Linked DNA regions of Mus musculus: region 2 is linked to region 1. A link is a contact called in public Hi-C data. All regions are on one chromosome and are shown on one strand. The core of a region is the stretch at or near the end of the contact, and the rest is flanking DNA. Distances in the headings are between cores, read along the strand shown. Region 1 overlaps Gm45959 (a long non-coding RNA gene). Region 2 overlaps Plekha5 (pleckstrin homology domain containing, family A member 5).

Region 1 (6,403 bases), core at 2,008-4,507:
AAGTCTTGATCACAGGTACCTGGGGAAATGGTTCACTGCAGAAAACTCTTTCTTGGAGCACCATAGGAGACAGGCTTTGGGAAACAAGGAATAAAGACAATTAACTCTTATTTTCTATGACTGCAGGGTTCAGATCAAGTTCATCATTGCCAGCACCACTGCTGACTAGCAAACTCATGCTGAGCCCGGTTGTCTCTGAGACTTTCCCCTGTCACAGTCAGGCAGGCTCCCAGAAGCAGCCTTTAGACAGAGACTGGCTTACAGGCTTTCACTGGGCTGTTTCTAAGATGAGCAGCCGTAGCCTGTTTTGTGTGGAGCAGGCTTCAGCAAACCACTTCTGGTTCCTAGCTTGTTTGAGTATGATCAGAAGCTAAGAGAGAATAATTTTATTTTATTTCTTTACATTTTTTTTTAGAAAATTGTGAGAAAAGAAAAATAAATTGCTAACAGAGCCTTACTCTCTGTGGTTTGTGAAGGCTAAATTTATTACCCGCCTTCTTAAGAAAGATTTGTCTATTCCTGGGTAAGAAGTGGGTGGAGGGATTGCAGAGACAGTCAGTCATAGCAAAGGCCTAGCCAGTCCTACATGATGCTTGGGAACTGAGAAATGTTACAAAGCTGTCTTGATCTAATGTGGTGCATGTGCGAGCGTGTGTGTGTGTGTGTGTGTGTGTGTGTGTGTGCATAAGGACATCATGGGTTCTTCTAGTGTGGTTCAGTTTGTGAGTGTAAGCTTCCAATGGGAAGGGGTGAGATTGTGAGTATTACCCTAGTGTGGCTCCTGGTAGCAAGAGGAGTGTTCACTTCAGAAGGTTCTGGCAGTGGCCACTGTACCAGCTTTCTCTGGTGGCCTCTTCTAATTTCCCACAGGGTAATGTTTGCTGCTACTTATGTGGTTGGCTTTTCACCTGGCATTATCCCTTGCTCAGTGGAGACCTACTTACAAACAGGAAGAGTATCTTATTTCTTTTTGTGTTCTTAGTGCTGAATACAGAGGCTGGCACATCGCCGTATTCAGGAATGGGCTCAGTGGAGATTTACTGAATGAATAAATATTCTTGCATATATGAGATTGAAAAATAGGCAGGAATTTATATGGAAGCTCACTGTGGAAGGCTCTGAATGGCTGCTTAGAAGCACCAGTCTTATAAGCCAGATATTGGTTTATGTCCACATTTATGAATGGATTTGACATTTGAATCCAAGAAGACTAGAATGTATAACTTCAATCCCACAGTAGAGTTGGAAATCATGCTACATGTGTATATGGAGGGTCACTGAGATGGCTCAGTAAATATGAGGGCACTTGCCATCAAGCCTGACAGACAGTCTAATCCCTGAGACACACAGTGGAAGGAGAGGACTGACTCCTGCAGGCTGTCCTGTGGTCTTACAGCTGCATCATGGCTCCCATGCATGCAACCACACACACAACCGTAATCACAACAATCTTTTAAAAATGAAGTGGTGGAGAGTGATGGAGGAAAATACTTGCCATTGACCTCTGGCCCCCAAATATGCACTGTACACCTGCATGTGCATGTGTACACACACACACACACACACACACACAGGTGCACATACACACAGAACACACACACAATCATAACAGGAATTGCTCTCTGTGAAGATATGTTGCAGGGTACTTAATCACTCGGTGAACCCCAAGATTGTGTTGTCATGTGACTAAGTCCTTACTACGAACCTTTAATCCCTCTGGCTGGAACACAGACATGCCTTTAGTACACACCTTTAATCCCAAGCAATGGAGATAAAGTTAGTTTATAGAAGGAAGCAGCCATGTTTGAACATGATGTCTAATGAGTACCAGACAAAGTGACAGAACAGAGAAAGATTTGAGAGAATAGAATGTGCTCACCTCTCAGGAGAGAGGATTGGAAAGCAATGCAGGAGGGAGGGAGGGAGGGAGGGAGGGAGGGAGGGAGGGAGGGAGAGAGAGAGAGAGAGTTGGTTTTATAAGGGCAGTGATAGACAGGCTAGAGAGAGAACAAGCTAGACACAGGTGAAAACAGAATGAGCCAGAGAATGAGAAGGAGCCAGAAGATTAGAACAAATTATCAGTTAGTATGAGGCCAAGCAGAGCAACCCAGGAGAAACCTAGAGAAGTCAGATTGGCCCAGGCAGCTTGGAGAGGAGTTTAAGCCAGACAGCTGAATTGAATCAGCCAGCCAGAGATCAGAAAGAGCTAGAAAGGGTGAGCTTATTTAGCAGCAAGTCTGAGGCTGAAAACATTCTAGGCCTAGATTAGATCGTACAGAGGCTAGAAGCTCTCAGGACTAGACATAGGTTAGCAGACAGAAGCAGCAACCCTCTAAGATGACAATTCCACAGGAGACTCGAAAATACTTTAACAGAAAGACGAACATGGACCATTGCCTAAATTGCTTTCCAAGATCCATAATTCCTAGTACATGGACATTTTCAGGACTACAACAGGTAGAAACATTGATAGAAAATAATTTCTATATGTTCTAAGTCCAGTGATGCAGAGTACTGTGAGTCAAGGATTCTACCCTGCTTTACTGATGGCTCAGCTTCAGATGTCCCATGATGCCTTAGGGAACTGTTTACTGTACAAATTACTTTAGGATTTTCCTCACTGCATTTCTAGAAAGATAGAGAGGAATTTTGACAGCCTTTTTTTTTGTTTTTTGTTTTTTGTTTGTTTGTTTTGTTTTTGTTTTTGTTCAATGTTGATCAACAGGGAAGAGAGAGTCTCAGTTGACAAATGCCCTCACTAGATTAGTCTATGTGTAATCCAGTGGGACATTTTCTTGATTATTGGTTGATGTGCAAGGGCCCACTTTACTACAGGTGACATCACACCTGGGTAGTGGTCCTGAGCTGTGTAAGAAAGCAGACTGAGGAAGCTGTGAGGTTCACCTCCATGGCCTCTGCTTCAGTTCCTGCCTCAGGTTCCTGCTTGAGTTTCTGCCCTGAGTTCCCTCAGTGAAGAACTGTGACCAATATGACGAAATAAACCATCTCCCCTCAAGCTGCTGGTCATAGTGTTTGTCACGACAATAGAAACACATAACCAGGACACCAGATAGTTTCCTAACTCTGGATTTAGGCATCTAACTGTAGAATCTGGGAGGAAATCTCTTGGGTTCTGCTGACTCCATAAAACATCTTCGCTGCTTCATTATTTCCAAATGCCTCCTGGCTCAGACCCTCAGGGCTACATTTCAGTTGTACACTTTAAAACATTCATGGATATATCTTGAGTTTGGCTACCGTAGTGCCTGTAATATTTTCCAGCTGCTATGAAAGAACGGCAGAGGAGAGCGATATTCTGCAGTCACATTCTTGGGTTGGTTATAAATTTGTTATGTAATACTAAGTCTCAGGGTTTCTGTTCTTTGTTTGGAAACTCCAGGGCCCCTGGGGAGTGTGTGATTTGTAGTAAAGGACAGCAAAGCATCTCCAATACCCACTGAAAAGTGTTAACCCCTTTCCCGGCCACTCTCATTTCCTGGGGTGGGGGTGGGGAATCTGACTAATAAAGTTACAGTTAATTTCTTCCAGTGCAGCACTTGGTTAAAACAAGAAATGGATTTTATCTTTGTGGCTTTGCTGCTCCTGACATATTCATTGAACTGTCACAAGTAGAAATTAAAAAAATGAATAGTTTAGCAGCTTCTCTTAGCTAATTTTCTTTGCCGTTAGGGACGGAAGAGCGGTATCCAGATAGATATGAGCGGAGTTGAAGGTGATAGTGTGGGAGACTGGACACGGGGGAAACACACCCGTGGCTCTCTGGAGCACCTCTGAGAAAGGAAGCTTGTTCTAATTTTGAGTGAGCCTCAAATGAAGCTATGCTAGATCTTCATGATTAGACTTTCAGAATCTCTGGGCCTGCGGAGAAATCCCAGAATTTGGGCGTTTACCCGTTAGGGCTGCACACTCCTGGTGTCTGTCCCTTAGCATCTTCTAGTCAATGGCCTGGGAGCAGCACCGGCACATGCAGCCTGCTTCACTTCAAGCAGAGACAGGGTGGAGCAATTCCTTCCCGGAGGACTTCCGTGTCAGGCATGTGAGCGGCATCTTTGTCTTTACCTTCCCTCAGCTTCTGCTCTCTGGCTGCAGACTTCTCTCTCCTGGTGTGAGTCAGAGATGATGTCGGAGGAAAGACTGGGGACAGTGTGTGTGGTGGGACAGGGGCAGTTCGGTTCATCTCAAGTTCCTGCTGCTACTGAATAAGGAAAGCCATGCTTGCTTTTTATTTTTCTTCTATGTTTATTCTGGTGTGTGTGTGTGTGTGTGTGTGTGTGTATGTATGTATGTGTGCACCTGTGTGAGTGTATGTGTGCATGTGTCTATGTGTGTGTATGCACCTGTGTGAGTGTATGTGTGTATGAGTGTGTTTATGTGTGAGTGTGTGTCTATGTGTATGTGTGTGTGTGAGTGTGCATGTGTGTGATTGTATGTGTGTGTATTTGTTTCTGTGTGTGTGAATATGTATATGTGTGTGAGTGTGTGTGAGCCTGTGTGTGTGTATGAGTATATGTATCAGTGTGTGTTTATGTATGTGTGTGTACGCTTGTGTGCTTTTGTGTGCATCTGTGTTCTGGGGATTAAGCTCAGGTTGTTGGGTTTTACCCACTGAGACATCATGCAAGCCCTCCATCTCATTTTGATTTGATACAGGGCTCTCACTGAGGAAGGGGCTCAGTGGTTTGGGTAGACCAGCAGGCCAGCAGCCCCCACGGGCTCTTCCTTTCTGTGCCTCCTCAGTACTGAGATTGTAGGAATGTACCACACAGAGCTTTTCCTCGGGCGTTAACGATGGAACTCCAGTCATCACACCGTGCACTTTTCTCTGATTCCCACCTCACACCGCTGTCTGCCTTGCTCCGTTTTCAGGACCTTAGTTTTGGGCTGTGTCCTGGCTTCTCTTCTTTAATTTAACCATGCATCTATTTCCTCCCTACTTCTCATAGCTCACTCACTTTCTTCTCAGATGTAGTACACGTAATGATATTAAGAATGGATGAGGAAATAATTGAGAAAGTGAGTATAGGAAATATTTATTAAAAAATATCAGGGGCTGGGGACCTGGAGCAAGGGCCTAGGGATTTAGAGGGTTGCTGCTATTGCAGAGCACTGGAGCTCAGTTCCCAGGACCCATAGCTGCCTATAACTCCAAATCCAGCTCTGGTACCCTCTTTGGGCTCCTATGGAGACATCTGTGCCAGGTTCACATACATGCACCCACACACCCACACACCCACACACCACATTTTTTTTTTTAAAGAAACACTGGGATACTGTTTGGCAAATTTGCTAAAAGCACATAGTGATCATAGTATTTCCCCTTCTTTAGCAATGACATTCCACAACAATGACATTCTCATACCCTCACCATACTTGTCAGCTGCAGGGGGATATCTGTGATGACACTCTAGGACTTCCACATCTACCTGCGGTGCTCACATCAGTCTCATGGTTGTGTGCTTGAGGTCCTAGGCACTCCCAACTCTATGGTAACAGTGTTACAAACTCACCAGTAAAGACACTCAGACCACCACTGTCCCTGAAGCAGAGGACACCCAAGTATCAAAGATCACATTCCGGGAATGGAAAAACCCAATCTGTCCAATGATCAAATCTCATCCATACTATAAACTCTTCATTCCTATGAGAATACAGCATGGACACAGCATTCTAAAGAGGGCTTTACACCTTCTAAAATAAGAGTGAACATGGCTAGGGAGATAATAACAGTATGTTGAGAGTTAAATTTATGTAACAAAATTAATTCAGGAATGTTGTATTTATAACCTAGAAGAGCATACTGTTTTTTTTAGCAGAGGTAAAATGAAATATATGTACAAAAAAATTACCTAGAAAGCTGTCAAAAACACTTTTAAATGTACCACAACAAGGCACGTGCTTATGTGTTTATATGCGCGCGTGTGCGTGTGCGTGCGCGTGCGTGTGCGTGTGTGTGTGTGTGTGTGTGTGTGTGTGTGTGTGTGTGTGTGTATGTACAGTCAGTGCACCTACCCCTTAAGACAGAAGCGGCTTGAAGAGATCAGGCCACACTTCCCTGCAGCTCTTCCTGGGATAGAGGACCGGGCCTCTAGGGCCTGGAGCTGTGGCCCAACAAGAGCTTCCAATTTATGGTCCTAACCAGTACCTGGTTACTCGCCGCTCTTGTCACGCGCTATGTTGAAACAAATCAAGCTGTCCGCGACTTCCTGCTGGCCTCCCCAACATCTTAATAAAAGTCTGACATTCCCTTCACTCTTGAGATTTCTCAGGGGATTGCCACCGACATGGCTCCTCTGGCCTCTCTCCTGCCACCCTCTCAGGGTGCCTTTCTCCCTCCTTAGCCTTCTGTCTCCCTCTCTCATTGTCAATGAAGCCTTTTAAGGCG
Region 2 (6,403 bases), core at 1,579-4,078, 460 kb before region 1:
TCACACAAAGCCACATAATCAAAAGCTGACTCATCTAATGGCTGACTGTATTTCTTCTATAGTTCATGCCTCTTTCACAAAACAGTAATTTTATACAAGAATGGACAAACCACTTTACCAAACTTGCTGTAAATAACTTGTTAGAATGCTAATGGTCTAATACTTCTCAAATATGTTAATTGGAGCTGTCTTACACCAAATCTAACACACAACCTAATGGGTGCTAAAACATTCCTTCTCTATGAAACTGTCTTAACAAAAATTAAATCCAGAGGACAGAATTGCTTCATTATGTAGTCTGAGCTATAAGAAAGCAGGCCAACAGTTTGCTAAATCCAGAGGTTGTACATATGGCTCAGAATCCTCCCTTCCTTTTTTAGGTTAAGATTTTGCTAATTTCAATTATATTCAACTTAAACTTTTTACACTAATAAAGAAAACAATCCCACCTTGGGGACGTCAAAAAGAAGTCAATAAACCTCCCTCACAATTCCAAAGGCAAAGGCGAATCCAATACCAGACATCATACTAACTTAGAGTGAGAGTACTAGAATAGAGAAAGCTTTGTTTGTTTGTTTGTTATTGAGACAGGATTTCTCTGTGCAGCCTTATCAGGCTGTTCTCAAACTCAAGAGATCCAACTGCCTCAGTCTCCTAAGTGTTGGGATTAAAGGCATACAACCACTGCTGCCCGGCTATTGGGCTTATTACCTCTAAAGCAATTAGACTCCCTATTATCTAATGAAGACGTCCTCATCAGGACAGCTTTGCAACAGAGAACCTAGAAATTCACTAAGACGAATGGGATGACACACATATCTACCCCAACATCTAGGAGCACCAAGACCAGAGGATCGAGAGGTAAAGGCTAGCTGGAGCGATCCCGTGAGGCTCTTGGTGATCGCTTGACTTAGTTAGCAAAATGGCTCCACTGAGAGATAGATGTCTAGGAATGGAGGAGCACAATCCTGGGTATGTTTGGAGGGCATTTCTAAAAAGGACTGGCATGTGGGTAAGTGGTAGATGGAAATTCTATGGATATAACTGAGAAGAGGGAGTCAGGGTACATGTGGAAGCTCTCCTCTTCCAGAAACCAAGGTCACTGTTGCCATCATCTATGGACATCAGGCCCCAGTAGTGCCAGCCTTTCAATGTGGACTCAGCACCAGGGACTCTCTAGCGTGCAGGTAGCCATCACACAGCTACCCTGCCTTCTATTACGTAAGCCACGCTAATAAATCTCCTTGTATCACTCACTCTCTCCCCCTCCATACACCTTCTTTTAGTTCTGATCTTCTAGAAACCCTAGAATATACATTTTGGTACCAGGAATGGGGACTTCTCAATTCCTGAAATATCTAAGGTACTTTTAATTTTAACACTCTTGTATAAATTGTCTGGCTTCTCTTTAATGGCTTCTTTGCCTGCAACTTTAAAGAAACTACTTTTCTGGCCAAACTGTATGTTTTCCTATGAATTTCTGCTCTGCTTTTAAAAGCTCCCAATTCTCAATGAAAACTAGTGGTAGTGCAGCTAGCACTAGCAATGGCATAGCCTGAACACTATATCATTTTTCAATTTATACTCTTTCAAGGTTTCAGACATGCATAAACTAGAGACAGATTCTGTGCTAGAATATAACATGAATGGTTTCCAGTCCAATTCTAATAGAGTCATGTTCCCTTTTAAACCTCACAGAATAGTCTTTACTGTGTATTTCTATAAGGTTCTAGCTTTCTAAACTCCTACCAGAATGGTCCACTTAGCTTTGCTTAACGAACTGTAGGAGGGGTGCTCTAGTCTGCCTTCAAACTCTTTCACATTCTTCTTATACATCAGTTTTCAAAACCTAATAATCATGTTGTTAGGTTTAGTTACAGTGACCTTACTCCCCTGGTACCAATTTTTTCTATTAGTTATTTTTGCATGGCTTAGACATACTATCTGACAGAACTAACTTACAGGAGGACTGCTTTATTCTCAGTTATCTGCATTGCATCATGTCAGGGACACCATGCCCAAGCAGCTCGCCTCATGGAGGAAGGACCACGGAGTGTTAGAGGCTGAGCGAGCACACCATAGAAGAGCAGGAAGCGGAGGAAACAACACACAGGGACCAGGGGCCAAGGAGCCTTCGAGGGCCAACCTTGTAAAGCTTCCAGGGCTTTCCAAAATAATAACAACACTTAGTGACCTGGGCTCAAGTATATGAACATTAAAACCATGACATCCGGGCTGGTGAGACGGCCTGGTTAAGAGCGCTAACTGCTCTTCCACAGGTCAGGAGTTCAAATCCCAGCAACCACATGGTGGCTCACAACCATCCATAATGAAATCTGATGCCCTCTTCTGGAGTGTCTGAGGACAGCTACAGTGTTAAAAAAAAACAAAAAACAAAAACCATGACATCCTATCCTGTTTTAAGGAAACAATCAAACAACTATAAACCTGGAAACAAACAACAACAACAAAAACATCAGCTACGCAGATGAACAAAATAATGTACTAAAAAGCAACGTTGCCATTCCTCTCATGCACCTGGGTTACATGTGATCCCGTAGTAAAGCAGGACTTTCAAAATCAGACAAAAACCTAGCTCAGCGTTTGCAGCATCACACAGTGGTCCAGGGGCTCCACAACGCACTGCTCCAAGAAACAATGAAATGAAACAAGAGATCTGCTCCAAGAGTCTCCACCTGGGGAGAGGAAGAAGGGACAAGGCAGCCTAGCACTTGGTTTATGACATTATGGCGCTTGTGAAGTCTCTTGCCCTCGCAACAACGAAGACGAAGACGGCTTACTCACTGTTTACAGTGTGGTCAGCCACGGGAACAAAGGGGAGAGTAAGATAAAGTCCCTCTTTCAAGGTCACCACAGGCCCAACTGACAGCTTAATAGGAGAAAGCGGGCTGTAAACAAATCATTAAAACATAACCTGGTTTGAGAGCCCAGAGGAGGAAATGGCTAATGGCCTGGGGGATATGTGGAAACTGCTTAACAAAACGAAGGCCATCCGACTATTTCAAGATGAAATCCATTAGGGGTAGCTATGCTCGGAGCACACACGTCAGCAAAAAGTCTAAACTTCTCACACACACACACACACACACACACACACACACACACACTACCCACTAGCAGACAAACTATTTACTTACAGAAAGATGACTAACAATAAGGCAATTCTCATGTGCCTTGTACAATTCTGCCCAGCAGGTCTCAGGCCTGCACTGATCACATGGTCAGGAGAAAGCCAAGAAAAGCTGTGGAGACAGACAGCCCACTACACTGCTGAAGCCAATCAACTTCAAATCCGTGGGGAGTCCTAAACCTCAACTAATCCCAATTTTCTTTTCACGTATCTCTAAAGTCTACCGCAGGAGCCGCGCCTCATGAAGACAGAAGAGAAGGCCAGTGAGGGCTCAGGTGGTAAAAGTCATTGCCATTTTGGCCTCATGACATGAATGCAGTCCCTGAGGCCGATGGGAGGAGAGAACCAACTCTCCAAAGTGGGTGTACATATACAAACGAAAACAAAGCATTTCTAAAAACCACAGCGAAAGGTTCCACTTGGCAGTGGTTAGGCTCACATGCTGCCCTAGCAGAGGAGCAGGGTTTGAGTCCCACCACTCACATGGCACAACCATCTGTAACCACAGAGTCAGAGGACCGAACCGCTTCTGGTCACTGTGGGTACCAGGCACATAAACGGTAAAAAGATACTACACACGTCCAGCCAAAACACAATATGTATCAAATGGACAGACAGACGACAAACAGGATACGATCTACAACCAAAAACTAGAGTTCAGCAGGGGTCTCATAAGAACTTACACCAGCACCCGTGTTTCACTCAAGCACAAGGCACGCCTGTGAGACACCCGACAGCCCAGCGGCCACACTGTCAGTTTTGAGTCCTTACATACTTACGATTTCACTTCTCAGTGGATTGTAATCTTGAAAATGCTACCCCTGCCCTTGACTTACTTGATCTATCTGGATTCGCAACATTCACTCTGCAAGAGATTTATTTCCAAATACCTCAATCTGAAACCCGATCCCATCCATCATCTGGGGCCAATTTATTCATAATTAATATTCAATATAGAAGCTCTTGTAATGGGAAAGGAGCCCTGTTTCTAGTATTTCCTCCCAGTACCTAACACTACGGTAAGACAGTAAGTGTAAGGTGTCTCATTGGTTAGTTAAGGATTTCACCCCCTTAGTCATTTAATACAAATCTTTCTGATGTGGAAATAGTAGAATGCGCTTGACCTTGTGGTCCATGCCTGTGAGCTCAACTCCCAGGAGGTGGAAACTGTGTTTAAAAAAAAAAAAATCAAGAATGGGTGTGGGGGTGAGTTTCCATTGTTTCAGGTTGCTGTTCTTTTAGAGATAAAACCTCACAAAGCAGCAGACGTCTGGAATAAGTACTTGGAAGAGATGTAAGAATCCAGTCAGTCCATAAACACCTGCTTAGGAAGAAACCAATTATAATGAGAAAGCCCCTCATACCACTAGACTCGTCCTCTGTAGGGAGTGGAAGCTACTAGAACATACTTGCTAACTAAGAGAATCCAGAAGCTCTGAATTTGAGACTATCCAGTTCTCAGGTCATTAATGAGCAAGGTGACCTTTTTTCCTAAGGCCAGTTAGTAAGACTCTGACTTAAGGCTTTAAGAATTCTCTTTCTTCTTCCAATCCTTTCTAAATTCTGCTTTTTGCATGAGGTAAGTTACAGCTAATTCAATTCGTTTATAAACTGTGTGCCTCACCAACTTATATTTTTCAAGTCCTGTTCAAATACTATCTTCTTCGGGAGATTTCGCCCAAGCTGCTAGCTGAGGTCACACTGCCTGTTATAATCAGTCCTGTGAGTAACTACATATTTCTATTTCAAAGCACCTACCCCCACGGGGTGAAACAAACTTTTCTGCATAATAAAAAGAAAGTATGCATTCATGGACTCTCGAGGACAAATTCTAGTTCATTTATCCAACTACCTATAAATCAAGGTGTGAGGTAAGACATTACAGGCAGCAAACAAAACAGTTGGCCCTGGTGGCCACACTTTTAATCCCTGTATTCTGGAGGCAAAGGCAGTGAATTCTGTGAGCTGGAGGCCAGTGTGCTCTGCACAATGAGCACCGAGACCCTGTCTCAGCAAACACAAGGCAGCAAGGATGCACTAAAACTGGTCAGCATCTGTGTCCTGAGTTTGAGCTGCCAGGAGTTATTTCAACTTCTGAGCTAGCATGTGGTTACGTCTGTATTAGCCCTGGACGTTTACACACACACACACACACACACACACACACACACACACACACACACACACACACACACACACACTGTCTCAAATGTAATAGGGAAAAAGTGGAGAGAGTAGTTAATCTTTAACCATACTTTCACTGTATTAAATATTTAGAAAAATTTGCAATGGCAGTATGTGCAAACTGTAGAATGAAAACTCTATATACAGGGCAGAATGCATTAAGGAGATTTAGCCTTGGCACAGAAGAGCCACTTGTAGCTGTGCTGTGGACTCAATAAAAGGTCTAAACAACATGTCTGCCTGCTCCAACTAATTCTTAGTTTTAAAAGATTTATTTTTTACTTATGTGTGTGCATGTATGTGCAATGCATGTGCATACAGTGGCCAAAGAGACCAGAAGAGGGCATGGACGTCCTGGAGCAGAAGTTACAGGATCGTGAGCTGCTCCACAAGGGCACTGGGAAGCAAGCGTGGGTCCTCTGCAAGAGGAGCATATGCTCTTAACTGACCTGTCATCTCTTCAGTCTCCCACTTTCTCTACAACTAACAAGAAGGACACTGTACATTTCTTTGTTATCCACTTATGTAGAACACACGGACTCTGCCGTATTTACTTTTGGACTCGTCTCTGGAACTGAAGGAAAACTGTCTGCTATTTTTCACATCTCATTTGTACACACACCTTATCTCTTTGAACTTTTCTTCTGTATACACTCTCACCTGCTCATACTCCCTTGTACATACTCCCCATGCGTACACACTCATCTATACACACCCCTCCTTATATAGCCCACAAGATTTTTCTTTTACTGAAGACAGGAGAATAGCCTCTATTAGAAATGCTGTATATATTTTGCTGTCTAGAGTTAAGTCAAAGTCAAACAAACCAGCCTGGGTTGAGATTTAATTTCCTTGGCTAATAATATATTTGTCATTTGTTTAATATTTACAGAAGATAATGTTTTCCATTTTTCTGTAAAAGAAGCATGTTTCTAGGCCATGTAGGAACATTAAAAAAATGAAAAAGAAAAAAGGTATGTAAATTGGCTATGAGTAACTGGGATAAATTATCTAAGTAAAATAGAAGTATCATTTTGATCTTGGACTCTATAAGGATGTACACGAAGA

Evidence for each region. Hi-C and Micro-C count contacts between places; a contact is called where the count stands out from the background.
Region 2: a Hi-C map of uterus shows a contact between it and region 1, with 2.8 times the contacts expected there. The contact joins two enhancer-like sites.

The regions. Positions count from the first base shown.
Region 1 is chr6:140,048,580-140,054,982 of GRCm38.p6, reverse strand. The region is part of intron 2 of Gm45959 (a long non-coding RNA gene); the gene reads left to right. Among named protein-coding and RNA genes, the nearest start is that of Capza3, 10 kb to the right of the region's middle. Within about 2 kb of position 3,257, at least 22 of the 459 cell types and tissues checked have an H3K27ac peak or open chromatin away from gene starts, as enhancers often do. A contact at or near this core is called in uterus, where this site is marked.
Region 2 is chr6:140,505,791-140,512,193 of GRCm38.p6, reverse strand. The region is part of intron 3 of Plekha5 (pleckstrin homology domain containing, family A member 5); the gene reads right to left. Among named protein-coding and RNA genes, the nearest start is that of Plekha5, 85 kb to the right of the region's middle. Within about 2 kb of position 2,828, at least 66 of the 459 cell types and tissues checked have an H3K27ac peak or open chromatin away from gene starts, as enhancers often do. A contact at or near this core is called in uterus, where this site is marked.